Linked DNA regions of Sus scrofa: regions 1, 2, 3, 4 and 6 are each linked to region 5. The links are chromatin contacts, called in public HiChIP or PLAC-seq maps. All regions are on one chromosome and are shown on one strand. Each heading gives the region's core, a stretch centred on a gene start, on an enhancer-like site or on the middle of the called end of the contact. The rest is flanking DNA. Distances are from core to core; before and after follow the strand shown.

The links. HiChIP or PLAC-seq counts read pairs in DNA pulled down with a chosen protein or histone mark.
Region 1: a contact with region 5 is called in an H3K27ac HiChIP or PLAC-seq map of alveolar macrophages. The contact joins two enhancer-like sites. A contact is called at or near these places in 5 of 47 Hi-C or Micro-C datasets (alveolar macrophages, blood, embryonic fibroblasts and 1 more) and 2 of 2 datasets of contacts at active chromatin or transcription factors (alveolar macrophages and skeletal muscle).
Region 2: an H3K27ac HiChIP or PLAC-seq map of alveolar macrophages shows a contact between it and region 5. The contact joins the promoter of TMSB4X here to the enhancer-like site in region 5. A contact is called at or near these places in 2 of 5 promoter capture datasets (fetal liver and fetal skeletal muscle), 10 of 47 Hi-C or Micro-C datasets (blood, embryonic fibroblasts, epiblast stem cells and 6 more) and 2 of 2 datasets of contacts at active chromatin or transcription factors (alveolar macrophages and skeletal muscle).
Region 3: a contact with region 5 is called in an H3K27ac HiChIP or PLAC-seq map of alveolar macrophages. The contact joins two enhancer-like sites. A contact is called at or near these places in 2 of 2 datasets of contacts at active chromatin or transcription factors (alveolar macrophages and skeletal muscle).
Region 4: a contact with region 5 is called in an H3K27ac HiChIP or PLAC-seq map of alveolar macrophages. The contact joins two enhancer-like sites. A contact is called at or near these places in 5 of 47 Hi-C or Micro-C datasets (embryonic fibroblasts, heart right ventricle, skeletal muscle and 1 more) and 2 of 2 datasets of contacts at active chromatin or transcription factors (alveolar macrophages and skeletal muscle).
Region 6: an H3K27ac HiChIP or PLAC-seq map of alveolar macrophages shows a contact between it and region 5. The contact joins two enhancer-like sites. A contact is called at or near these places in 9 of 47 Hi-C or Micro-C datasets (blood, embryonic fibroblasts, fibroblasts and 4 more) and 1 of 2 datasets of contacts at active chromatin or transcription factors (alveolar macrophages).

The regions. Positions count from the first base shown.
Region 1 is chrX:9,752,667-9,756,994 of Sscrofa11.1, reverse strand. No RefSeq gene overlaps it. Among named protein-coding and RNA genes, the nearest start is that of TMSB4X, 100 kb to the right of the region's middle. Within about 2 kb of position 2,689, at least 25 of the 83 cell types and tissues checked have an H3K27ac peak or open chromatin away from gene starts, as enhancers often do. A contact at or near this core is called in alveolar macrophages, retroperitoneal adipose tissue and skeletal muscle, where this site is marked.
Region 2 is chrX:9,649,194-9,653,701 of Sscrofa11.1, reverse strand. TMSB4X (thymosin beta 4, X-linked) reads right to left here and starts at 2,976. Exons shown (of 2, transcript NM_001044555.1): 1 at 2,877-2,976; 2 at 2,435-2,469. The coding sequence starts at 2,976. The coding sequence ends at 2,435. It overlaps LOC100511794 (a long non-coding RNA gene), which reads left to right and starts at 4,299. Exons shown (of 3, transcript XR_002340577.1): 1 at 4,299-4,508.
Region 3 is chrX:9,669,336-9,673,679 of Sscrofa11.1, reverse strand. The region is part of intron 2 of LOC106506896 (a long non-coding RNA gene); the gene reads right to left. Among named protein-coding and RNA genes, the nearest start is that of TMSB4X, 21 kb to the right of the region's middle. Within about 2 kb of position 1,264, at least 3 of the 83 cell types and tissues checked have an H3K27ac peak or open chromatin away from gene starts, as enhancers often do. A contact at or near this core is called in alveolar macrophages, where this site is marked.
Region 4 is chrX:9,704,398-9,709,126 of Sscrofa11.1, reverse strand. All of the region lies in intron 2 of LOC106506896 (a long non-coding RNA gene), which reads right to left. Among named protein-coding and RNA genes, the nearest start is that of TMSB4X, 56 kb to the right of the region's middle. Within about 2 kb of position 1,361, at least 28 of the 83 cell types and tissues checked have an H3K27ac peak or open chromatin away from gene starts, as enhancers often do. A contact at or near this core is called in alveolar macrophages, skeletal muscle and subcutaneous adipose tissue, where this site is marked.
Region 5 is chrX:10,130,247-10,134,536 of Sscrofa11.1, reverse strand. No RefSeq gene overlaps it. Among named protein-coding and RNA genes, the nearest start is that of EGFL6, 86 kb to the left of the region's middle. Within about 2 kb of position 1,271, at least 46 of the 83 cell types and tissues checked have an H3K27ac peak or open chromatin away from gene starts, as enhancers often do. A contact at or near this core is called in alveolar macrophages, embryonic fibroblasts, epiblast stem cells and 5 more, where this site is marked.
Region 6 is chrX:9,775,216-9,779,953 of Sscrofa11.1, reverse strand. It overlaps LOC110257721 (a long non-coding RNA gene), which reads right to left. Exons shown (of 5, transcript XR_002340648.1): 2 at 3,566-3,649. Among named protein-coding and RNA genes, the nearest start is that of TMSB4X, 130 kb to the right of the region's middle. Within about 2 kb of position 1,358, at least 10 of the 83 cell types and tissues checked have an H3K27ac peak or open chromatin away from gene starts, as enhancers often do. A contact at or near this core is called in alveolar macrophages and subcutaneous adipose tissue, where this site is marked.

The DNA of each region.
Region 1 (4,328 bases), core at 1,440-3,939, 380 kb after region 5:
GCACGATCATGTCCCCATTTCAAGATCCTTGACTTAATCACATCTGCAAAGACTATCCTTTTTTTTTTTTTTTTTTTTTTTTTTTTTTTTTTTTTTCTGTATAAGGTAACTTTCACAGTCTCCAGGGATAAAGACCTAATGTCTTTGGGGCCCACTATTCAATCTCCTACATAGGGTCAGCCCCTACCTTGGCCCTGATGCCTGTAAAGAGGAGAACACTGACCTCTGTCTGTCGGGAAGACAGACGCAGTGAATTAAAACCTGAAGGCATGGTTCCGCCTTCTCTGCCACCTTCAACCTAGTTGTATGGGCCGCTGGCTTCCTGGTTTCAGAATGTGTCTCTGAGGAGGGCCCAGACAGAGCTTCCTCAGAGCTGTGGGTGGAACACACTGAACCAAGACTCTCAGGCCGGGTTTCTCACCATGACACTACTGACACTTGACGCTGCGTCATTCTTTGGGGGCGGGGGCAGCCCTGTGCACTGGAGGGTGTTGAACAGCCTCCTGGGCCTCCACTCACTAGATGCCACTAGCACCCTCTCTCGGCTGTGACAACCAAGAATGTCTCCAAACACTGCCAAATGTCCCCTGGGGGTGCAAGGTGCCCCACCTGAACACTGCTGTTCTGCAGGGGGGAGGTGGGGCCTCTCAGGGGTCCCAGGGGAGGCTGGGCTGCCTGGCCCCACCTCCCCCTCTCTTTCTCTGGGTCGCCTCAGGTTTTGTGTTTTTTTGTGTGTTTTTTTGGGGGGTTTTGGTTTGGTTTTGCTTTTTAGGGCTGCACCTGTGGCACATGGAGGTTCCCAGGCTAGGGGTCATATCAGAGCTACAGCCACTTGCCTACACCACAGCCACAGCAACACAGGATCCAAGCCACATCTGAGACCTACACCACAGCTCAGGCAACGCCGGATCCTTAACCCAATGAGCGAGCCCAGAGCTCGAACCTGCAACCTCATGGAGACTAGTCGGATTCATTTTTGCTGTGGCACAGTGGGAACTCCCTCACTTCAGTTTTGAAGACACAGAGGACCGTGTTGCTGGGTCTCTGAAACAGCCCGTGCGCCTTCAGTCTCACAGAGGGGGGCCTTCTAGAACTGGCTTTCCTGAGACTGGGGCCCTAAGTGAGGGGCTCAGCTGCTGGAGTGTGGGCTCCTCTCCAACCAGACAGTTCTGGGCGTGACCTTCTGGGGGTCGCTGGGGACTTTCGCAACCTCAGGCCTGAGACAAGCCCAACGACTTCGCCACTTTCTTCTCATAGGGTCCTGAGGGTCAGAGAAGGTCAATGTCTTAGAGATGAGCGTTCCCAGGGCCATTCTGTACCACGTAAGGCCTCTGTTCTGGCCTGTACACCTAAGAAAACATCTCAGGGGAGTAGAGTGACATATCGTTAAGACCAAGGGGCTTAGACATCTGATGGCTGGGGTGGATTCTTAGCTCCACGCCTTATAAGCTTGGCCCCTTGGGAAAGTTATGTAACCTCTGTGCCTTGGTTACTCCTGCAAACTGTGCCTAAAAGTAGGCTCTCCTTTGTGGGATGGTGGTAAGAATGAGAAGGACGATGCATCGGAAGCAGGTGATGAATATTCACTTGCAAAAGGGAGAATGAAGTTTCTCGCTTTTGTGTCCTATCTCTCCACAAGATTTGATCATTCTTCTCAAGCAGCCCTTAAGGAGAAACTTTAAAGGATGCATTATTTTCCAGAGTCTCTGAGCAAAGGATTTCCTCCACATCAGAGATAAAATGCAGTAAAGCACATGACATTCCTTCAGAATCTCCATAATCACCTAAGCGACCTCTGGTTATTTAAACAAGACGAGTGTCTTTCTGTGGATTTTCAGGTAAATGATATAAAGCCAGAAGCTGCAGAGGAAGCTTTTTACTTCTTTTAAATAAAAGTACAAAATAAATGTTCGACACTGGCTCCTTTCTTTGCTTTGAAGCTGTCCCAGACACACACAGGCAGGCCCAAAGCATCAAGAAAAGTTGTCTTTTGCAACAGGGAGGGACACACACACATACTTCCCAAAGCCTTGCTTTTCAAGTGCATATATTATAAATCTAGTTGAATGAAGCAAGATTACAGCCAAATATGGGCAGAACATGCTGAGAAACCTCAATTGTGATTGGCTCTTCATGTTGCCCCAACAAGAGAACATTGTGGTTTCAACGTCGGCCCCAGGAAGCCTTGAAATCAACTGAATGGTTTTTCAAACTTGCTCTTCATCATTTCAACCAGGGTCCCAGGCTCACTGCTATTGGCCGCCAGAGGAGCCCAGCCCTGAATCTGGGCTGACATTTTCCACCCTTGTTTGACAGAACATAATTAACGAAGAAGCCACACCCCAGTGTCTGCTACATTTGCGTCTCAAGAGGTTTCAATCCCAGCAGTGGGTTGAATTTCAGTTTTCCTTCTTGCCACACTGCCAATCTATACTGAGCAAGCCAACCGGCTTAAACCCTCTGCAAAGCAAGCTAGGGTTCAGCTGGTTTTCCAAGCCCCATTGAAAGGCCAGTGCTGGTAAAAACATGCGGACAGCATAGCGTCAGCTGGACCCAACAGCGATGACCTGAGATGATAAAATGCTTTGCAGCTCAAATTTCCACCAAGTGTTTTAAAATATTTGGCGTTTGTTGCAGGCCTGCAGGCCTTGTGTAATTCTTTGTTATCTGCGGCACAGGCACTCTTTTTTTTTTTTGCTCTTGTGATCAGATCATGAGTCTCTTGCACAATCACCCTAGGAACTCTGGAGGGATGGAGACTGTTAACCCCAGCCTCGTTTTGTGAGCACCCCAAGGCCTCTTTAGATAGCTCTGCCTTGGCTGGGTCTTCCCATCAATCATTTGCACACACGGTCAGGTCCTGTCTTCCAAAGCTTTGACAAGCAGCAATTCAATCACAAGTACTTCATTGGACATTGATGGATATTTTATTACCCCAGGGGACACAGACAGTGATGCAGTCACATCCGGCCAGAAGCAGAAAAGGACCAGGATTGGTTCACCTCCAGCTGCCCCTGCCCATGGCAGAGTGTGCACCAGCCGAATGACCTCAAAGGTCAGCTTGTACATCCGCTTTCCTTTGAGCAACAGCTAATCGCGTTCGCAGGCACCCTCCCCTTCCTGAAACCACAAACCCTGAGTGGCTACCCCGTCACGAACCCAGAGCTGAATTAGGAAGAGTGGGTTTGGGGGACCTGAGGGAAATTTTGGATGAGGTGTACGTCATTTTTCACGTTTAAGGTGAAGGCATTTTGTGCTGGTCTCTTTGGTAAAGGTCAGTGGTTCTGCCAACATGGACCTGGAGGGGTCATGTCCTTCTAGAACAACCTTGGAAAGTACCCGTGGCTGCACATCTGATCCATTTGCCTCTTGGATCTTAAAATTCCAGACATGGAGCTGCTCTGTGCGTTCCACCTTCACTTAAGACACTGCATGGGCACTATCAGTCCCTAGTACCACGTCTAACAAAGACAAAGGAAACTTACATGACTGAATTGGTAGAGCCACTTTGGAGGGCAGTCTGACAACGTGCATCAACAGCCTTAAAAGTATACCTAAAAAAAAAGTGCTTACACTTTTTGATCTTGAAATTTTTATTTCTAGGGTCCTACTTTTGGCCACTATTCAGAGACAGAGTCTAAAAATCTATGAACTGGAATTCCCCTTGTGGCTCAGTGGTAACGAATCCAACCTGTAATCATGAAGATGCGGATTTGATCCCTGGCCTCGCTCAGTGGGTTAAGGATCCGGCATTGCTGTGAGCTATGGTGTAGGTCCCAGATGCAACTCGGATGCTGCATTGCTGTGGCTGTAGTGTAGGCCAGCAGCTGTAGCTCCAATTTGACTCTAGCCTGGGAACTTCCATATGCTGCAGGTGCCCTAAAAAGCAAAGAAAAAAAAAATCTATGAACAGAGATGTGCATTACAGTGTTATTCTGGAGAAAAATGACATTTTCAGTGTCCCTCAATAGTAATTTTTGAATATATACGGCATGTTCTTACCATGAACAGAGCCATTAATAACCCATGTTGTAGGAGAAGGGGGGTAAGGTGGCTAAATTACCACATAACACAAAACAAAATTGAGTATCCAGAACGATATAGGTTTGTAAAAAAAAGAGAGAGAGAGAGAGACGGGTGTTTCTGAAACTATGTCAGGAGAGAGAAACAAACACTAAAAGGAAATACATCAAAATGTTAAGTGCAGCTTTGGCTGGCTGAGGATGAAGTTCACAAGGGCTTTTTGGTTTTGTTTTCATCACTGTGCCCTTCTGGATGGTTCGAAGTTCCCACAGGTCTTAAGGGTTGGTTTTATCATGAAAAATTCA
Region 2 (4,508 bases), core at 1,727-4,226, 480 kb after region 5:
GTTTCCTCCTGGGGAGAGAGGGGGGTGGAAGATGCAGTGGCTAGGGTCTCCTACAGTGGGAAGGATCCCTCACTTTACCCGTGACCTTCAGGTCCCCTTGGTGTCGATGAAAAATACTGTCTGCTCGGAAGTAGCAGGGATATAAGTTCCCATACTGATTCAGAAATGCCCCGGTCCTCCCTCTGAGAAGATCCCCTCTCGGGAAGAAAAAAGAATTCTCTTCCTCCATTAAAAAAAAGGAAAGAAAAGAAAAAGCACTCTCCCCATTTCCCATGTGCAGCAGCTGAGTGTACAGTGTGATACATACAGAAGCTTCTGGAACCCCCTCCCACCACCAAGCAGCCAAAATTCAATCCTTACCAGGTTTTTCAGTTTACTTTTTTTTTTTTTTTGGCTACATTAGAGCTTTGTCCTCCCAGGAGAGAAGGGTCTTCTCTCCCATCACTTCACGACTCATCCATTCCCCCTTCATGCTCATTTTCGTTTTAAAACTGAGAAATCCAGAGTTGGGTCCGCTTCTCACAATCGGATTTCATCTTTGCACTGCTCGAAAAATGCACACAGCAAAAACCTACGTGTGCTTGGTTTATCTTTGTGCCTTGGGCATTTTCATTTTGCCCACACCCTTCCTTGCAGGCAGGAAGAGAAAACGCAGGGCTGGAGGGCCGGGCTCCATCTCGAGAAGGCTCTAGACCTTTGTGCTCACTGCTCTTTTCTCGATCCATCCAGTAGGCTGAGGCCCTTCGGGTTTTGTACCCATCCCTTCCCTTGCAAGGCAGATACAGGCTTCTAGCCGATGGTCTGCTTGATTGTCTAAACCACAGGTAAATGGTTTCCTGTGCATTTCTCAAAGTAAGTGTTGAGCAAAGGAAATGAAATCAACCTGTTTAATAATCACCAATTTGCCCTCCACTCCACTCCTTCAAAAAGGGTTTTAAAGGCAGGGGCAGTTTAACATCTTGGACATTTGCATTGTCAATCTTAGCTTCAGTGAGTACCAGCCTTAAAAGCCATCTCCACTTTAATAAAATGTGTAACTCTTTCTTTTGAAAAAATACCTGCACTCTTCCTTATGTAAGAATGGAGGAATCCACTCAAGACCTTAAGATAGCTTGTTTTCCTTTCTGCCTATTAACGGCCCCTCAATCTAAGGCTTGGCTTTTACCCACCAGTTTAAATAGGTGTATTCAAATGATTGAGAAGTTATCAAGGACTCAAAGCTAAGCCCTGGAGGTGAGCCAATTAAATCCTACTGGATTTTAAACAGCACCCATTTCATCCTTGTCCCCCTGGTGTCCTTCAAATCCAACAGTTTTTCATTATCTAAATTGAGAATTCATCTTAAGTCCTAATCATGCATCCCAAGTACACCGATTTCATAAAAGCTATTTTAACGACTTAATTCCAATTGGAACCAGCCATTAGACAGAGGAAGCACAGCTCTTGAATCCTTTTATAAAGCAGTTATTAAAAATGTTAAATTTTCCCTTATCTCACAAGATGCATTCGCAATTGGCTCAATACCCCTGGCTGTTTGACACCTGAAACAAAGAGTGTGCCTGTGAATCACCACCACCTTCGGGTTCTTGATCAGGTGTGCAAGAGATTCAGTGCTGGCTTAACCCTTTTTTAAAAAGAACTGCAAATTTATGTTTATCAAAATTTTCATTCAACTCTGGATAGTAAGAATTCCATCAGCCTAAAAAAAAATACAAAAAAACCAAAAAAAAAAAAAAAAAAAAAAAACCCCATCTCCCGGTTACCTAGCATAGACGCGAGGTATTTCAAACCTGGATGAAACCCATTTGTGTCTAGCATAGACGAGAGGTATTTTAAACCTGGATGAAACCCATTTGTGTCTAGCATAGACGCGAGGTATTTCAAACCTGGATGAAACCCATTTGTGTCTCCGGAGAATTTACCCAAATTACCAGATGTCTGTCACCTCCTGCTTCCCAGCGCACCCACTCTTTTGGCCCTTTTGCCAAGGTTTCCTCTGAGGAAGCCGCTCCTTTCAGAGACCAGACCATCACACCAGCCACGTTTTAAACTTTTTATTTGCATATTAAAAAAATTGTGCATTCCAATAATTAAAATCATTTGAACAAAAAAAAATGGCACTCTGATTAAACTGCATTTTACAGCCCGCAGGACACCTTGGACCAGCTCGCTTTTTACTCTAAATTCCACCCAGCTTCCTCCTTCACCAACATGCAAGTTCTTTTCCTTCCCTGCCAGCCACCCAGGCAGATGGGAGAGGCAGGCGCGGCCTTCGTGTCAGTAGTTCGCCATTCTTTGATGTGAAAAGGGGCAGCACAGTCATTTAAACTTGATCCAACCTCTTTGCATCTTACAAAGTTAAACAGCTAAAAGAAGTAAAATAAGAAGGCAATGCTTGTGGAATGTACAGTGCATACTGGCGGCGCGCGCCTCATTACGACTCGCCTGCTTGCTTCTCCTGTTCAATCGCTGTGACCGGAAAGAAAAAGACAAAAAGAAAAAGAAGATGGAGGAGGCTGACGAGGCGAATTCAGTATAGCCTAGGATAGGAGTCCCGTACTTTCGTTTTAAAACATCTTTATCACAAAAATTCTCCAAGGACAACTGAGGCAGCCCATCATGCGATATGTGCATGAACCTGAACATGTGTAAATATGGTCTGTTACACATTCCATTAGGAAATTATTAAACCCCTGTGTTTGTTGGCTGCAAAACGCTTTTAAATTAACCTTTCCAAGCCATATTCATCAAAAACCTGTGGGCTCCTCCCCCGCACACCCCGCCCCCCACCCCAATTCTTCTCCCAGCCCCTCCCAAGCTCTCCTACCCGCCCCGCCCTGGCTTTTTCTTAAAGGGGGTGGGGGGGGCTTGCTTACTTTCTTTTGAAGGCAGTGGATTTTTCTCTTGCGTTTCTGTCTTCTTCAATTTCGACTTATCGAATTTCTCAATCTCAGCCATATCGGGTTTGTCAGACATGGTTGCAGAGGACGCTGCAAAGGTACAAAGCCAAGAGGGAGGTTGACGGCGAGCCACCCACCCTCGGCTCTCCGGGCCCAGAAATGCGCTTCTGCCCTTGCCTCTCCCGCCTGAAACCCCAACTCAGCCTCCTTCCGCTTTCACTCTGGGCTAAAAAAGATCTTCCTCTTTCTACAGAGAAAAAAAAAAAAAAAAAGAAGCCTCCCCCCCCCGCCCCACCTCCTTTGAGTATTTCAAAAGGCCGGGGACCGAGCCGAGGCTCTTCTAAGGTGAGATAAACTCTCACATTTGGAGGCTGTCTCTTTCGGAACAATGAAATTAAGCCTTGTGGCTCGTTAACTGCAGCGTTTCAACTTCAGAGAAGAGCGTAGCCGTTTGGCGTTTAAGGGCAAGAAAATCGAGTAAAACTTCTTAAAATGAAGCCACGGTGGCACAAAGCGTTTCCATTTTCTATCCACGGCCTCTCTCCCAAAGATGCGGGCTGCCCTGCTTTCTTCTCTAGTCACAAAGGCGGCAGCTGCTGCCGGGCGCCGCCGACCACCGCCCTACCCGCTTCCTCCCTCTCTCGCTCAACAATGCAGCCAGCCGCGCACAAAGCTGCCCCCGCACCCTCTGGATCAACCCTGATCTGCATTTCAGAGCCATTCGGCTGCACCGCACACATTGCCCTGCGAGAAGGACCTTTGCAACATTTCACAGCACAGCCTCCAGCCGCCTTAAACCCCAACAGATGCAGCCCACGGGGCTGGAGGCAAAACGGGATTGCGAAGCCCCGCGCTTGGGTGGGTGTGAGCTGGAACAAAGGATCTTTCTGTTCCTATTAATCACCCGCCTAAGAGGCAAGGCAGAACGCCTTTGGGGGAAGGGAAAAAATGTTCCCTTCGAAGCTGCATAGCAAAACGCCAGTTTTCACTTAAAAAAAAGAAAAAAAATCACCGAGTTCCCGACCCGGCTACCCAGCATCTGGAAGGGTTTGGCATCCCCAAGCTCCCCAAAGCAGCCTTTTCCCGGGAGGACGACTCAGGCTCGGCTGTGGGGATGCTGGCGGGGAGAGCGGGCGCGGGGCAGGAAGGGGAGCGGAGGGCAGGAGGCAGGGGCCCCGGGGCTCACCGGAGCGAGGCGCGAGCGAGAGGAATCCGGTCTACGCAGTGGCCGCCGCCGAGTGCCGGGCGGGGCGCAGTGGCTGTCGCTATATGCGCGCTCCTATGTAAATGAGGTGATGTCACCCGCCGGCCCGCTTAACCCCTTCGCGCCGGGTCCCCGGAACGGCGGAACGGCGTCCGGGCCCTGCCTGGCGTTGAGGGGGAGGGGGGCTGGGCCCGGGGGAGGGGGCGCCACCCGGCGTCCACCCGTGCACCTAACCGCAGTGAGGGTGAAAAATAAAATGCGTGTAGCCCACCCTGCAACGCTTCCTTTATAATGCATTTTCCCCCTTCTCTGTTCTGTCATAATGGATTTTTGCAACAGCCGCGCAAACCTGCTCTTGGGCACCGGAACCTGGTAACTAAGGGCCTAGGTGGTACCTAGGGGGA
Region 3 (4,344 bases), core at 15-2,514, 460 kb after region 5:
AATGAAAATAACTGACACCCATTCGCACTTGCTATTGGCCAGTTGATGTGCTAGACCCTTTACAAGTATAATCTTGTTTAATTCAGGCACCAGCCCCAAGTGGTAGGTGCTAGAAGGTTAAAATGAAGCTAGAATGATCTCCAATTGACACTTGAGACAACTGGAACATGGGGAAGTGAAATCACTTGCACGTTCACACAGCTATTAAGTGGCAGAGCTAAGACTCAAGACGGCTCCCTTTGACTCACAGAGCTGTGCTTTCCTTGCCCAGTGTCAGCCAAAATTCTCGGGTGGCTGTCTCTGACTTTGGCCTCCTGGTGATGAGTCACAATTAGGTTACTGTTGTATGACAAAGGTGATGGCTGTCACTCCTTTGCTGTGGGACTTTGTCTGGAAAAGGGAGAAGGGATTTTGCAAATGTAACTGGAGGTCCCAAATCAGTTAACTCTGTGCCATCAAAAGGAGATTATCCTGGGTGGGCCTGACTTCATCAGCTGAGCATCCTTTAAAAAAGGGCTTCAGCCTCCTCTGAGTCGGAGACACTTTCCTGATGACTTCGAAGAAACAAGCCACTGTGTGTAACAGTTCCAAGGACAAGACTTCTGCCCCCAAACTGCATGAACCTGGAAGGGGACCCAAGCTTCTGGATGAGAACACAGCCCTGGCAGACACGTTGATTGTATCTTTGTGAGATCCTGAGCCAAGGACCTTGCTGAACCATTCCCGGACTCCTCATGGATTAAAAACTATGAGATGCTAAGTGTGCTGCTTTAAGCCACTCCGTGTGTGGTAATTTGCTATGCAACAGTAGAAAATTTAGCCAACAAGTACGCACACTATTTGATAACACAAATAAAACTCTCAGTAAAAAGTGTGAGCACACCTAATATGTAAAAGATGTATTAGGTGTTTATAAACTATATACATGAGATTATCCCCAAATAAAACATTAAATACACACACACACACCCACCCTGGAAATGACAAAGCACAACCATTGTCCCTTGCCCCCCCCCCAAGGTTATAACAACTATTGAAACTCTCATCTTTGTTATCCCCTCACGAATGGACTAAAAAGGGTCCAAAATAAAAGTAAGAGGCAGACTTTTCAAGAACCTGACTGTAGAACTTTGAGAAACAATTCACAGTAGGACACAGACTTAGCCTTTTCAGAGGCTCTCCCCTCCTCCAAATTAGATGCGCTTTGAGAGCCTAAACATTCCAATGTCATCCTGATCACCGCCTACTCTGACCCAAGTCCGAGCTGTGTAACCCTTGCCCAGCAGTCAGTCAGCAAGGGTGTGTGACGGCCTGGTGATGCACAGCTCAGCTTTCAGGAAGGGAAGCATGCTAGTCCTGAAAAGGCACATTTTGGCGAGAGAGCAAAATATGCCTTCAGTCACGATGCTCTATTCTTCAACCTTTCCCACTATGCAAACTTTAAGTTTCTGATTTCTTACTTTAATCTCCAGATTTGCATTTTTCCTGCTTATGCAAGATGCTTCACTGGAAATTACACCACGGGAGAAGTTTGGTTTACATCCCAGGCCAGTTGATTGGAGTCATTTTTATTTTTTGTCGTTTTTGTCTTTTTGGGCTGCACAGGGAGGTTCACCGGCTAGGCGTCCCATTGGAGCCGTAGCCGCCAGCCTATGCCACAGCAACGAGGAATCCTTAACCCACTGAGCGAGGCCAGGGATCGAATCCACATCCTCATGCATACTAGTCAGATTCGTTAACCACTGAGCCACGACAGGAATGCCCACTGGAGTCATTTTTATATGTCTACCCACTTCATGCCAGACCTCAGTTCTCCTTCTAAAAATAGCTTTGTCTGGACAAAGAGGCTGCAAACTTTTTCTGAAATGAGCCACAGAGTAAATGTCTTCCCTCTTGCAGGCCACATATTCTGTGTGTTACTCAACTTTGCCATGAAAGCCGCAAATGAATGAGAGGGCCAATCAAACATTATTTATGGATGCTCAAATATCAATTTCATGTAATCTTTACATGCCAAAAAATAGTATTCTAGTATTCTTTGGAGTTCTCTGATGACCTAGCGGTTTAGGACTCTGTGTTGTCACTGCTCTGGCATGGGTTCGATCCCTGGCCCGGAACTTCCACATGCCATGGGCACAGCCAAAAAAAAAAATAGTTTTTTGTTTTTTGTTTTTTTTTTCAGATGCACCCATGGCATATGGAAGTTCATGGGCCAGGGATCGAATCCAAGATGCAGCTGTGACCAGGTCCTTAACCTGCTGCACCACAGTAGAAACTCCAGTATTTTTCTTTTGATTTGTTTCTCTGGTGCCTTTCAAATTTAAATACCAGCCTTAGCTCTCAGGCTGCAGAAACATCTGTAAGTGGTCATATCGGGCCCTCACACCAGAGTTTGCTGACTCTGGTGTGTAGAGAGATATTATCAGTTAATGAATTAATCATAATTTTTTTTCTTTTTGGAATGAAATTTCACGGATGAAAAAGTACAAGTATATAGATATGTATTAAACTAGCAAAGATGTCCTTACAGTGGTCAGGCTTACAAATCCTGAGGTTGATTTCACTTTTGCTGCTGGAACTGGTTGTGAATTTCATTTTACACCCAATTCAACCAGGATACACCTTGTGGTTCTTACAGCTAAAGACTCCGGTAGTAGCTTAAAATTACCATGGAGTCCTTTGTACTATGTGACATATGCAGCTCAGCATGTATGAAAAATTAGCCATGTGATGGCAGAATCCTTTTTTTTTTTTTTTTTTTTCTTTTTAGGGCCACACTCAGGCATGTGGAGGTTCCTAGGCTAAGGGTCCAATCAGAGCTACAGCTGCCGGCCTACACCACAGCCACAGCAACGGCAGATCTGATTCGCATCTGTGACCTACACCACAGCTCATGGCAACTCCAGATCCTTAACCCACTGAGCAAGGCCAAAGATCAAACCTGCAGCCTCATAGATCCTAGTCGGGTTGGTTAACCACTGAGCCACGACGGGAATTCCAAGAATCCTTAAATGTGATTGGTGGCAATCAGCCAAAATAATCAATCCGGAAGTGACTGAGCCATGTTCAGATCTCTGCCAACTTCAGATAATCACGAAATGTCTAGTTTTTCTTTGTTCTCAGGCATCACATTGAACAGAAAATATACAATTTCAGTCTCAGATATAGCTTATTATAGCATCATGCTGGCATTGCGTTATAAAACAAACAAGTTTAAAAGATGTAAGTGACTGAATCAGTTCACATATTCTTAGAAAAAGCACCTCCTTAGCCAATGGGAACATGGCAAGTGGCAATCCCATGTTCCAGAGTTCAAATTCGTAGGCACCGAATGATTATGTATATAATTTTGTCTTTTACTAACCCCGGAAGAAAAGAAGGAAGGAAGGAAGGCAGGTAAGAAGGAAGAAAGAAGGACGGAAAAGTATAAATTATTTTTCTAGAACTGCGTAGAAAACTAGTCTCATGATTGTGTGTTGTCCTGTCAGGCTATCAGAGTTTTGCTGGTCTATGCCAATTTTATGCCATTGTACACTCTACAGCATAATATGTTGATGGATAATGAAAAATCAGGAGTACCCACTTGGGCGGTCTGGCAAAACTCCATTTAAAGTAAATATATAAGCTCCTGGAGATATCTACATGAGGAATGTTCTTTTTAAAGCTCATTGTTTGCTTAAATCCAATGGAAAAAAAGATAAAAACCAAGGAATAAGAGCTATAAAGAGAAGGCACAAATATTAAGACTGGCAAATGGAAAAAAGCAGTAAGGGGATACACGGAAAGCCAAGTTCAACTGTGCAGCTGTTTATATGACTTTCTCTATGTGTGTATGTATATATATAAATATATACTTACAATTTTAAAAATACAGAAGAGTACAAAGAAGAATATAAAAACAGCTAATCGCCAAATCCACCATCTATAACTAAAGCCCTCTGTTTCTAAGGAGTGCTATTATTTAAGGGGGAGGGGTATTACTTTCACTATTGCAATAAAAATGGCAAACGTTTTGAACTACAAGAGTCAAATAAGAGGAATAACTCGGCATCTAAGTATAGAACTATGGAAACTCCCATCTGGAAAGGACATGACATAACAGAGACCACCCAGATTCTCTGGTGTCCCGTCGGGTAATAAGAAATCCGTGCTCTCTAGCTGACACTCTAGTTCTTCAAAGGCAACATATTTGAGGCAATAAAGCTAGGCAGGAACCAAAATTTGTCCGCAGCACCCGAAGAGCTGTGATTTACAAAATGCCAGCTTCTTTGTAAAATGAGGCCTCGATGCTAAAGAGAAGGCATGTTGCTTAAGTTCTGCAGCTTTCTAATTACAGAGAGGAGT
Region 4 (4,729 bases), core at 112-2,611, 430 kb after region 5:
ACTTGTTTCCTAACTCTTCTTAACACACATTATTTGGACTGTATGTTTATGCTTTTACGATGGATGTTAGAAAAGAGGTACCTTATCCCATGAGGTACTGTTTGAGAAGCGGTTTGCAATAACAAATCCTTAAGGTTTGAAGAGCAGCTAGGGTTGGTTTAAGGGCTCTCAGTCCCACCTAGTCTGTGCAGATTTTCCGAGTTACTGGGGTGTCTACTTCCTTTGTAAATTAGGATGCTTTTCTCTCCTGTGATTATCAAGGCTGATTGGTTTTGCTCTGCACTTCCCTGGAGGTCCTTGTCTTTTCTTTGGCTCACCTTCTGTTGCCCTTCCTTATTTGTAGATCATCGAAGGAGGCAAGTTTCCTTTGAATGTCATTAACACTTTGTAATTAGCCAGGAAGTTAACAAGAATACCAAATGTCCCTTTCCCATCACAGGGCCAGCCGCTGTTTTGTTTTTCTATCCTGAACTCCAAGCAGAAACTGGCCGGGATATAACTGCCCCTCTAGGCGAAGAGTGATTAATTTCATGGGGAAGTGAAATTCACCCAGCTCTTGACCTGTCCCACTCAGGACTCAGCAAGCTTTTCTTTCCAAGTGCCATGGTTAATGCCTTCATCCTGGAAAGCTCGTCAGCCCTCAGCTTCCTCCTCAAACACAAACCACGAAAGGACTACGCATTCACAGTGCCGACAGCAATGCTACTGAGAGGCAAAACGCAGGAATACCTGGGCTCTGGAATCTAGCAGACTCAAGTTCAAGGGGAGGCCTGGGTAACACCCACTTTTTTAAGTTAGGGGGTGAGGTATAACTTACATATAGTAAAATTCACCAAGGCCTGGTATTTGAACTTGCACTTTTCTGTAATCCACAGAGGAAACTCCACCACATTCAGAGTCAGGAAGTATAGACCCTGGGTACCCATCCCCTTGCCAATGTCACTTAACAGCTCTCACTTCTGTCTGGCTTCTTTTGTAAAACAGAAGAGGGGAACTAGGTGATGGTAAGCCCCCCCCCCCCCCCCGCGCGGGTTTTAAGAAGTTCGTAGTGTTCTGTTTTAAAAGACCCTGAAACAAAACTAAACCAAAAATCTTGTCTTCCCAAAAGATCCTTATCTCATGAGTGAAGTTCAGTGTTGAAAGAACTAAAGCTTCTAGAGCTCAAAGTTTTATTTTTACAGTTGCTGCTGGGAGTTTTGCTAAGCGTGTGGGAGCAGAGAGTTCCCACCCCCTGCTTTTAAGCTAACCCGCAGCCCCATTCCACTCCTCCGCCTTGGTCACCCCAGCCCTCCAGTCCAGAGGCAGTGTGAACAGGAAATCAAGTTTCTCAGAAAGTTCAGGCTACCTTGGACGGGTGCCAGATGGCGCTGGAGTAAAAGTGCCGGAGGCGGACAAAGAAGGTTCTCGTCCTCTGGTTACACAGCTCTCTCCTTACATCTCTCCCTTAAACTTCCTCAGCTTAAATGCCAAAACGTTTCTGCAGCTGGGGAAACAGTGCCGCATTCTTTGGTTGTGGCCTGGGGTATCCGTTCCACCCGTTTTTGAGCCAGACACTTTGGCGTGGCCGATCTTTCAGTTTACCTTGGCTCCCTTCTCCCAAAACCAGAGAAACGAAGCACATGCATTCCTGGGTGGACGTTTACATTTGGAACGGAAATGGGGACATTCACTCCCATAATGTAACCAATTTGGAGCTTCGGGAGGGTGTTCTCCCCAATTAAAACTCTCTGACCTGATTCCCATCATGCACCTCTTCCCCCCCTCCCGGCTTCTCCAACAGGTGGACACAAAAGCTTAATATCTGTGGGCAGTTCCAAGGGAAAGATCACCTCATTTTGTGACTCCTGGCCATTCATGGTAGCCTTGGGGGGTTGTGTGGGGTTTTTTTGTTGTTGTTTTTAAGCCCTATTGGAGAGTCGATTTTCACGGGATCTTGTTGAGTCTGACTGAGAGAAACCACACCAAAGTCTTTATCCTCCTCAGTTTATGGAAGCCGGTCCCAGTATGGGCTGCACTGTTAGGATGGCATCTGATGACCTTTTACTTTGTTCTATTATTTCTAAAGGGCACATGGTAACATACTATAATTTTTCTTTTCTTTTTTTTTTGGGGGGGGGGTGAGGACCACACCTGCAGCATGTGCAAGTTCCCAGGGCCAGGGATCAAATCTGTGCCACAGCAGTCACAATGCCAGATCCTTAAACTGCTGAGCCATCAGGGTTCTCCTAAAATATTTCACTGTGTTTATTGTTTAAAAAAGGAATGAGCACAGGGAACTATATCTAATCACTTGTGATGGAACATGATGGAGGATAATGTGAGAAAAAGAATATATATATATATGTGACTGGGTCACTTTGCTGTACAGCAGAAATTGACAGAACACTGTAAACCAACTATAATGGAAAAAAATAAAAATCATTAAAAAAAAGAAAAGGAGCATGAGAATCAAAGTGATCAGGAGAATTGACTGCTCCTCAGTAAAGCTAAAAAATGCAAAATGTCCATCTCCTTTCATTGGAATATAAAGTCAGGAGAGCTGGGATTCAGGTCTGTTTCCCCTATTTCTCTATCACCAGCACCTAGAATAATACTTGGGACTTAGAGTTGAACTGATGAAACAAAGAGACCCTTGGGCAGAGGAGGCTCTAATGACCTGGTGGCCTACATAAGCAAACCAAAATCTAGGCCTGTAAATACCTCGAGATTACCAAACTGAAACGTAAGGACAACCAATCCCAAACAGCCAACTAGGCTTGAAGTCACAGCCAATAAATCATTTCCTTATTTTGCTTCTGCCCTTTCTCTATAAAAGTCTTTCCCTGAGCTCCAGTCAATGGCCAGCTCTTAACCACTTCCCGTTTGGTGCTGCCCCATTCAAATAGATTTTTGCCTAAACTCAGTTTATCTTAAGTTTATCTTTTAGCACTAGGAAAGAGTTAATCAATCTTTGCTGAATGATTGAATAAATGTATGAATTAATGACCTCTCATAGAATCCTCTCGAAGAGAGTCTTTTCAACCAAATCCTTAAGTAAATCAATATAAGTATATATTGAGTCAATAATGTGAGACAAACAAACAAAAAAATAGGATAACGAGAGTAAGAATGCATCAACTGACTTATCTATCCAGGAAAGTAATAACTAAGCTTCAAAAAATAAACTATATGAAATACCACTGGGGAATAAAGAAAGAAATGAAATATTGACACTCGAAAGATCATGGCCTCTCAAAATAATGCTGAGTGAAAGAGGCTAGACTAAAAAGAGTATCTGCTATTTGATTTAATTTATATAAAACTAGTCTATAAAATACAATCAATAATGACAGAAAACAGGTTAGTGGTTACCTGGGTACCCAGACTGGAGGGAGACAGAGTACAAATGGGCATGAGGCAATGTTTAGCGATGATGGCAAGGTTCAGCGTCTTGACTGTGGAGATGGTTTTACAGGTTTGTGTATAAATCAAAGCTCATTATATTGAGCATTTTAAATGCATACAGTTTTTTGTATGTCAGTTTCTCCTCAATAATGCAAAGAGAGTACATTTTATTGCACCAGTCAAGAACTACCCTCTGAATAATCGATTATTTTCAACAGCCTAATCCAATAAACTGCTGCTACAAAGTACATTTCTGCTTCTCACAATATATCTTAGGTTTCTACTTCAGAAGCAAAGGTACCACAACTAGGGTCCATAGACTTTTTCACTTTATAACCTGCTTCTTCATCTTCATCTTCCCCAGAAGAACTGCCTTGCATTTTTAGCACTCATTCAACAAATATTCATTGTACTGTTTTGTGAATTCTTTTTCAATTTCCCCTCCTCTCTTTTGAACTCTGATCCTGTCTTCCAAGCTGCTAGGTACCAACCTTCCAACTTCCATCCTGCTTTCTAGAAGTTTATCTTAAAATCTAGGGTTTTTTCCTCCAATCTACAAGTCACTGATAAAACGATGAAGAACATCAGTGAGAGATGATGAGGAAGAATGTCCAAGGCTGTTTACTAAGAAAGCAAACTTTCACTGAAATCCTGGAGCTTTGCCTCAAGATGGAGTCTCACTGGAAGAGGCTTGATTTAAAAAGAACGTCCGTTCCCAACCGACTCTCTTGTTTTGTACTCAACCAATAAACTTATGTTAGCTCACAAAGAAGGGACATGGCAGAAGTAGGAAAAACTGCTTAAGTGAAAAGAAACATGAGATACTGATCTTTGCTTGACACAAACCCATATAGCACATTTCTGCTCAGCATTCTTTCTCCTCAAGTTTCCCCACTTTTCCAGATGGTACAATCAATTGTGTCTTTGCCACTCCCATGTGCATTGTAGTTTACTAGTGCACGTTCATGCCCTGGTCATCTCATGACCTGGCATACCAGTGAGCTGGTTTCCTTTTCAGATACTCTTGGACCATGTTTACACACCACCTGCACCATCCTCACTTTTTAAAAATTCTGTGTGAAAAGATCTTTCCCCAGTGAGGCTAGTGAGGGCATAACTGCTAAGGAGACAACAAACGCTCTAGATTCTAGAGTCCTGGGTTTGAGTCCTGGCCTTAGAAACTTCTAGACTTCAGGATGGCTGATGACTCTCAGAGCTTCAGTTTCATTATCTGTAAAAGGAGGCTATACTAACCTGTATTTTATTAAAACACAAGGATCTGATTGCTATCCACCCCATGTTCTATTAAAACAGCCAAGAATGATTTGTGCCCAATGCTAAATAA
Region 5 (4,290 bases), core at 22-2,521:
CTCAGTAGAGGGCCATGGGGTCTCCAGGGCTGCCTGCGTCATCCGTGGGGTCTCTCTCACCTGACCCAGAACACAGCCTGGCTACAGGTCGTGCTTTTCAAAAATACATAGTTTTTTTTTTTTCATTCTGTTTCACATGGAGCTTGAAATTTTCCTTTAAATTTAAAACAAAGCAAAAAACCCCACAGATGACAGCAGAGGGCACCCTTCCCTCTGCTACGCTGCTGATGCACTCGGCACCTCCGAGAGGGAATCTGGACTTGGGTTTGTTTTTCTCATTCCTGGGATGGATGCTGGACACACATTCCAGCCTGAGCTGACACACCCATTACTGTTCTGGGGTCTTCCTCCATTTCCCCCGCTGTTCTCTTGTCTTTCAGCTGGTGATCTCCTATTTGGAGAAACACAGAAATGAAAACGTGGTGGCTGGTGGCAGCCTTGCGGGAGGACTACCCAAGCAGAGGGACCTAGGTCTTCTGTACAGTTTCCAGGGCCCCAGAATGTGCTAGAAACCCTGCTTCTTGATGGAAGCTGAGTTGGATGGTTGAGATCGGGGTTGGGTGCGTCCCCCAGTTGTTAACACCCCCAGGAAATGCAGGCTGGAAGCCATAAAATGCAGGGCATTCCTGCCCTTTGCCTCCACTCCTCATCTGTTCCTGCTATCTGCATGCCACGATCAATGTCACCCAGCACACCCTGGGGTCAGAAAGAGGGACCCTCGAAAAGCAGCAACTAGAGAACTGTGGGTGGATGTAACTGACAGACTCTCTCCCAACAGAAGAGCGGTCCCCACGGCAGCTGGGAAATGCAGACAGCCTTTCGGCTGGAAGGAAAATGGAAGATTCTATAGATTTTCCCAGGAGAGCTTGAGTAAGAAATGGGTATGAAGGTATTTATTCCTTGGATCAGGCAGTTTTCTACCTTTATTCTAGGTCACAAACTATAGAAATGATCCCCGGAAGTATAGGCTTTGTATTTATTCTAGATAAAATGCCCACTTTCGTTATCTGATTCTCTTTATTGTCGCATTATTGTCATTTTGACCTGGACTTCTCAGTCTGCCCTACTCCCCCCACAAAGAGGGCTGCAGGATTCCCAAATAAGGCAACAGGTTCCTGCCTGGCAGCGCCTGTGATCACGGCTGGGGCTATGTGTCAGGGAACCAAGGAAACAGAAAAACCATAGCCTTTTTTGGAAAGCCTCCTGCCTTTCTGGGTGGAGAGACGTGAGAACTGCTTTGCTGACTCATTCCCTCAAGGTTGAGAGGAGGCTGAATTTTGCCTTGTATGTCTTCAGGCTCACAGGTTTAGCGGCAAAAGTTGCCAGTCAGAGCAGGGTGTGTCTTTACCACCATTCCTTTAGAATGCTTCATTGGATTTGCAGACACACATGAGAAATGCCTGCCATCAGCATTCTCTCCCCACGGACTGCCTGGTGTTTTCTGATGCTGACATCATCGGCAAACCAAAGATGTCCCCGAATGTGCCTGGACAGTGGCAAGGTCCAAGTGGAGAATCATCAGTTATGCCATCTCCCGCTTCAAAATGTTTTCCTAAAAACACTAGTAGCCTTTCCTGAAAACACTGGGTCTTCCGAAAAACTCTGGCTCTAAACTTGTTCAGATGCTGCACGGCAGGTGACAAATAGATGGGGTCTTGGCAGAAATGGTGGGGCAGCCTCATCTATTTAGGGTGAGTGTGTGTGCTGGAGACCTTGTAAGGTACAAGCTGACTGATGCAACATATAAAGGAAAATGCTGTAACTTATTAGGTGGTTTCTGGAAACCACAACTGAGATGAATTCTGGGCTCTGAATGGATTGTTAACATATGCTAAGCTTGCCCCAAACTTCTTCGACTCTTTCTAAAACCCTATTTTTAGCTTTGCTGCCAATTACTCATAGGGCACCACTCCTTTTCTCCCTCTGTTTCTCTCCAGCAATTTATCTTCTGACTAGATTATAATTGGTTTAAAGATAAGACCAGATTTATATTCTTTGATTCCCACTCAGTGCCTAGCACCTAGCGATTACAGGTGCCCAGTTGACAAGGGTTGAAAGAACATTGTTAAAAGAACTACCCCTCCCTCCCTCTTTGCTCTCAGCAAAGGAAAGATAAATCTCTCTGTATTTTTTCCCTTTTCTTTACAGAAGTTACAAGTGAGTGGAAACCTTGCCTCAGAGTTTGTTCTAGTCCCGGGTCAACGGGAGCATGTGATTTGAGCCTGGAGCCCAGCCTCTGCAAACCTGAAGGTGAAAAATGAAGGCTAAATGGCGCTGCTGTTTAAATTGCTGCTGTTTCCTAGGTACTAAGATGCCCCTCCCAATGGGCTGGAAACAGGAGGAAGAGAAAAGAGAACTGGCCTTCGGAGCAAAAATAAGAGAAGGTGCCATTTCCGTTGCAGGTGGGAGAATCAAGGCTGATTCAACTGACCCTTAGTGGATTGGGCCTCCACAGTCCCCAAAGCATCACCCCCTGTCCTTTGGAAGCGCATGTGTGCATGCACATCCATCAAGCAGCAGACACTCAAAAGAAACTGAAATCCTGCAGCAAGACCATGGGAGTCTTTCAGCCGTTTCAGGGTTCTCAGACTAACCCAGACTGGAGCTTCTCCATTTGGCGTTCTTCGGTCAATTACTGTGTCCTGAGGGTTGCCATGATGGAGAAAGGACCTATGGGAGAAGGCTTTTCCAAAAGAGACTGGAAAAGCTGAGAATGGGCTCTGTCTTGGAGAGAGGCAGAGTCGAGCTCTTGGCTGGCGATAACAACGCCTAATGTCCCTTAAGGGATTACTCTCTGCCTGAGCTACGATTGAGGCTCTGTGCCGAGCACTCAGATGCTCATCAGTATGGCAACCACTCCTTGAGGCAGACACTGTCACTGTCCTTGATTTACAGATGGGGAAACTGGAGCACAGAGAATGGGATTAATGGGCCCAAGATTACACAGGAATGATGTGGGTTCAGGGGCACTTGGCATAAAAGGGTGACTTTATTCTTTCTACCTTTATTCGATTCTGGGAAGAGTCTGATGCAGAATGCCCGCTGAAGCTACTCCTGTGTTACCCTTCTCTACCTTTCCGTGAAGGCTCCCAGCACGCACACAGCCTTGTGTCCATGTCGTGAGAGCTGATGGATAGGATAGGGGAGGGGAGCTTGGCTCTTCCTGACTCCACTGTCGACAGAGTGAGGGGAACACCATCTCTGACTCTTGGTGCTAGAGAACCAGGACTGGTGGGGGGAAGGGCCTGCGATGCAGATGGATGCAGGAGGGAGGGGCGTGCTCTACCCAGAGGAAGAAGGCCTGAGAGAGGGGTGCAGAGAAGTGGACGTCACCACTAACAGACCCCAAACATCCGAGCAAGGACCGTGGGAGGAAACAGGCTTTCTGTTGTCACAAGAATAGTACAGTTTCCTCATCTGAAAGGGACAGACAGACAAAGAGAGTGCAAGGTAAAACGTTCTAAGACCGAGTAAGCATGACCTTGCAGCTCCAATAACTTAATGCACTCAATTTGCTATTCCCGTATGTTGTGAAATTGCCAGAAAGCAGCAGACATAGGTCCTATTTTGCCCCTTCCCCATTCCCTATGTTCCCCATGCCTGGTCAAGTACATTTCTTCAATGCCTTCCTGCCTTAGGCGTTGCAATCTGGTGCTCCGCAAAGTGGCTCTTGGGGTCTCTTCTTTTTGACTGCGCCCGAGGCATGTGGAAGTTCCCGGGCCGGGGATCAAACCTGTGCCACAGCAGAGACCTGAGCAGCAGCAGTGACAGTGCCAGATCCTGAACCCACTGCACCACCAGGGGAACTCCTGGGGGTCTCTTCTTCTAAGGGCACTGATGTCATTTCTGAGGGTTCCACCCTCATAACTGACTCCCTAATGCCATCACATTGGGGGTTAGGATTCAACATGTGCATTTGGGGGTGGGGGGGACTGATATTCAGTCTAGCGCAGGGACACTGAAGGGCTGGAGGACACTAGCTGAGGGAAGCTGGCATGGATTCACATGCGGAGAATAGAGACCAGCGGACGGCACAGGAGTTGGGTGTCTCTGCAGACCCCTTGGGACTTGCATTTTCAGAGTATCCCCACCTCGGCTCGGGCTTCCTCTGGAGCATACCCTGAAATGTGGATTTGAGTACATGTAATTGTCGGGAAGGGGTAACCCTAGGAAGCGCTGGGTTAGGTGTGGGGAAATGAGACAGGGAAGGGAAGGAAGCAAACAAAAGGAGCTTTATCCAGCAGAGCTGATGGTGGCCGAGGTTGCGGGAGGTGGGTTGTTCAGAGGGCT
Region 6 (4,738 bases), core at 109-2,608, 350 kb after region 5:
GCAGTTAAGTGTGAACTGGATTACCAGTACACGCAATACGCAAGGAGATGCCCGGGGTTACCGAGTGAGATTCACTGTACCACATACTTAAAAAATAAGTAGTTGGAGTCACAGGTGAAGGAAGAGCAAATCTTATGCATAGAAATTTACAGAGCTGACCCTTGTCTTACAATTTAGTTCTCAAATGTTAGCGGTAGAAAGGCATTCTGTACACTTGGCAGGATCTACTCTGATCCCTTTGGCAACAGAAACTTAAAGCATCCAGAGAGTTCTAAACCAACGTGCTGTCATTTGGAGACCTCGTAAAAATCCCCCTGCTTCTTGACTTTGAGCTAATGTTTCCATGGAAGGATGGTTCTAAGAGCTTTCTCTCTCAATTTCTAAGACATTCCCTTTCTTACCCTTAAGGAGATCAGTGGAAACGTTTGGAAAACCGGATCAGAAGCTGAATGGGATTGGGACCTTATCAATGCAGAAAAGCTCTCTGCTTGGTAGAAAGCTCAGCAGAATGTGAACACAAGCAGATGAGCTGTTAGGATGTCCAGGCCTAGATAAGGATGCCAAGTATTCTGATGGCAAAAAGTGGCAGAGATGTAAAAACTCTGATTTATCTGGGAGTACTAAAAGCTTTAAGAGAGCAAAATATAGCATCAGGGTAAGGAGCTAAAGGGTATAACAAAAAAGCTGCTCCAATCTTCCGGTCAGCTTTAGGAGAGCAAATGGATGAAAAGATGATGAAATCCTCTGATGCTAACTGGTCACCATTATGTCTGCCAAGAGTGCATTTTTTGGTTGCAGTCTTAGGTTCCACGTTTTCTCTGAATCCTCACTCTTGGCACACACAGAAGAGAGGTAATTCGCCACATGGGGCTCCCTCAAAGCAAGGTGACCATTGTAATCTTCCTTTCCAAAGACAGGACCAACCCTGTGCCGAACTGTGTATCTTTGGGCAACGTGGGAGTTGGTTCTGATTGAAGTGAATTTAGTGTTTTTGTGAAAACTTGGGTTCCCCTGGGTTTGGTTGCTCTTGTGCAGGTTGGCATGGAGGGGTTAGGCTAAGAGGCTGGGAGAGAGAGCATCATCACCCAGTCTTCACGTTGTCACCCACCACTGAGAGTTCTGGTCAAGGTCACTCATCTTCTATTTGCACAAAGTGGCGATGCAAATAGATTGCTGCTGAATCAGCTTCTCAGTGAAGCAACATTTCTCCGAGGAAAACAGCTTCCTCTTTGTGGGCGAGGAACATGTCAAAACCATGTGCTTGGAGGCTCTTTTGCTTTTTCCTGGGACTAGCTCTGGATCTCTGAGAGAAAAATGGTTGCTAAGACCTACAGGGCTGTTGCAATGAAAGTATCCTAAAAAGTTTCACTAAACCACAGAGATTAATTCAGAATGTTACATCATGTGAACTCTGATTTATAGCCAGTCTATTTTTCATTTAGGGAAAGTCTGTTTCCAAATATGAGTGAAAGGCTTTTAAATGAGACCTTCTGATTCCCAGAGATACTTTCAAATGCTTGGATTTGCTGGGAGTGAGGCCAACACGAAGACTAACCAAATAAACACACTGGGGTTCCTCTCAAGATGTGCCGACGAGCTGCTCTCTCCACTGGAAGAGAAGGTCACGGACCAGGCTTGGGGCTCCATCCCACACCCCGTAGGAAGTCTTGCACCCGTCCTAAAATTCTGGAGAATTCCGTAGGTGATGCCTCTCCTCTCAGGTCTCTGCCTCTTCTTGCTCCCAACTCTAGCCCCAGCGCCAGGCCCTGTGATCTTCCTTTATCCTAGCCCCTCGCTGCCTCTGAGCCAACATTCTAACGTGGGGACTATGAGGGAAAGAAGGGGGATGATTTAAGTTGTTATGACAGAGGCCAGCTTTTGTTTCACCCCCTCCATGTCAGACCAATTCCCCAGTGAAACAAGGATCTGGCCAGTACCTTTAGCCTCATCAAGTTCTCAGTCAAAATTTTGAAATGATAGGTCTTCTTTAAAGGTTTTATCTGTTTCCTGATCCTGATGACATCCTTAGAGAAAGGAAAAGGCCCCTCAAAGTGTCTTCCTACCTTCTTTCAGATGAACCCCCAGGGATCCGAACTCGTCACTTCAGCAAGGAAATTAAACCTTTGTGCAATAATGGGTCTCACCCGATAGGATATAAGTTTGCCAAAGATTCAATTTCAGTCTGTTTAGGTTTGTGTCCCCAGCACGTTAAACATGACTGGCCTAGAGTGGTGCTCAAAAAATACTGAGCGAGTGACTGACTAAATGAATGAATAAGTGGCCAATGAATAGATTTGAAATTCATTTGTTTGCTGTTAATGAATTAAGCTACTAGTGTATGCCAGAAACCCTGACAGACAACGGACACTGCCAAAATATAACCGGCTTGACACTTGCCCCTGATGAACTGTAACTGAATAGGGAAGATAAAACAAATAGACAATGGCTTCAGTCAAAGAGACACCTTGGAGGTTGCAGGACAGAAGGCTAGACAAGGACTAATGCCAAATCGAGGCCGAACAGGTGAGAAGGATCTCCTAGGTCAGGTCAGAACTCTATGGAGTAAACAAAGCCATCCCACTAGACAGGTACTTCCTTTAGTTACAACAAAACACGAAGAAGCCCTTTAAAGCTATATCTTGCTACGCATTAGCATTTGTACAAATGGCTCTATCCTTTGACTGATACTCAATGGATATCAATATTTTAACTATGGCTTTCCACAATGAAGCTTCAAAAACAAGCTGCACTTCAGTCCACCAAATACCTTCTCCCCAAGCAAAAGACATAGAAACAAGTTCACAAGAAAGTGATCATGTCTGGAGCAAAGCTAAGCTTCCACCTGAAGAGAAAAAGTAGCTCAGATAAAATCATAACCGCCTCTCTCTTCTCAAAGAAAGGAAATCATTGTGGTTCACCAGGTGAGAACGTGGAAGCTCCCCTTTTCGACATATTAAGCTAACCAACAAAGCACAATCTTTTGCAAAAGACGGGTGATTGACAAGTCCTGTGACTCGGTCTCCCTGAGAGGCCGCTGGGTTTCTCACACTCAGATACCATCTTGTATGTTTGGCTGCAAACTGGTTGCAACTAGCCAGTGCCCCCCATCACATGGATAGTTTTCGACATAGAACTTAATTCCTTTTTATGTGATCAGAGGAGAGGGTTTTAAATAGACATTTTAAGAAAACACAGATGCGTGCAACAGCGAAAATAAAAATTGGTTGCAAATGAAACCCCCATCATAACCTGTACCAACATTTAGTGTCTTTTCCTCCGGTTTATGCCTGAGTGTATTTTTTTCCTTTTTCCACAAATCAGACAATTTTGCGGGTACTACTCCTCATCCTTTGCTGCCCTCATTTAGTCTTGTCCTATTGCCATTTGAGGAGTCTGATAATATGTGAGGAAAGTAGATGGTGAACCAGGGAGACCAGCTGGTGTTGGTGGATGGAGTTCAGGAGTGACCATTGTTGGCATCTCAGAGTTCCCCCAAGAGAGCCCAACCACAAGGAGCACAAACCAAAAGATTTGTGTCAGAGAAATTTCAGCTACGAACACTCACCAAAGGGGTTCCAGGCTCTCCTCCACCAGCTTCCTGATCCAGGTTGCTTTGGTAGAAGTCAGCTCACTGCCAGATTGTTCTCCCCTGAATATCAAACATAATTCAGAGTTAGACCTTCCTAGCATCATAAGAGGCATGCTCAGAAGAATGGATCAAGACGCACTTGGCGGAGTTCCCATCGTGGCTCAGTGGTTAACAAATCCGACTAGGAACCATGAGGTTGCGGGTTCGGTCCCTGGCCTTGCTCAGTGGGCTAAGGATCTGGCGTTGCTGTGAGCTGTGGTGTAGGTTGCTATGGCTCTGGCGTGGGCTGGTGGCTACAGCTCTGATTCAACCCCTAGCCTAGGAACCTCCATATGCCACAGGAGTGGCCCAGGAAATGGCAAAAAGACCAAAAAAAAAAAAAAAAGACACACTTGGCCTATTTATAACTTTTCAAACTTCTTACAAGGAACACGTGCAGGCACTTTCAGAAGTGGTGGAAATGTCAGAAAGTTTATTGTTAAAAAGCCTGAACTCACTCTTGTGACTTGGTTCCCATTTCATAGGTTAGAATGAATGGAAAATAGCTGGTATGGACCAAATCTACTCAAACGTAGCCATGCATAACCAAATCCTTATGTTTCATAACTGACAATGATTCATCCAAGTGTACTACATGTTATAAATGCTTAAGTCCCTAAGAGCTTCAAATGGCTCCAAAAGTTCCTCTTTGTCAGGTGGATATTTATTAAACATCACCTTATCAAGGATAGATGTGGAGACATTTGCTTCTGTAAGGTTTTTGCCCTAATTAATGCAGCAATCACAAGTGAGGTGATGACATATATAACGATCTATTTAAGAAAATATGTTATTGAAAGATTATTTGGTTGGAGAACAGTGGGGATCTAACAAAGCCTCAAGAACATGAAAGTGGGCCATCAGTACATTTTTATGAATAAGGGAGTTAACACAATTGAGTGCCTACCATTTTCCAAGCAGCGTTCTCAGTTTTAACTCATTTAATTGCCATAACACTAAGATAACTCTTATTAGTATACCCAATTAAAAGATGGTTAAACTGAGGCACAAGATGGTTAAGGAACTTAGCCACAGTCCTAAGTAGAGAGAGACAGTATAGGACACATGACTAAGTCGTCCCGTTCCGTAATCTCTGTTCCTAACCACTCT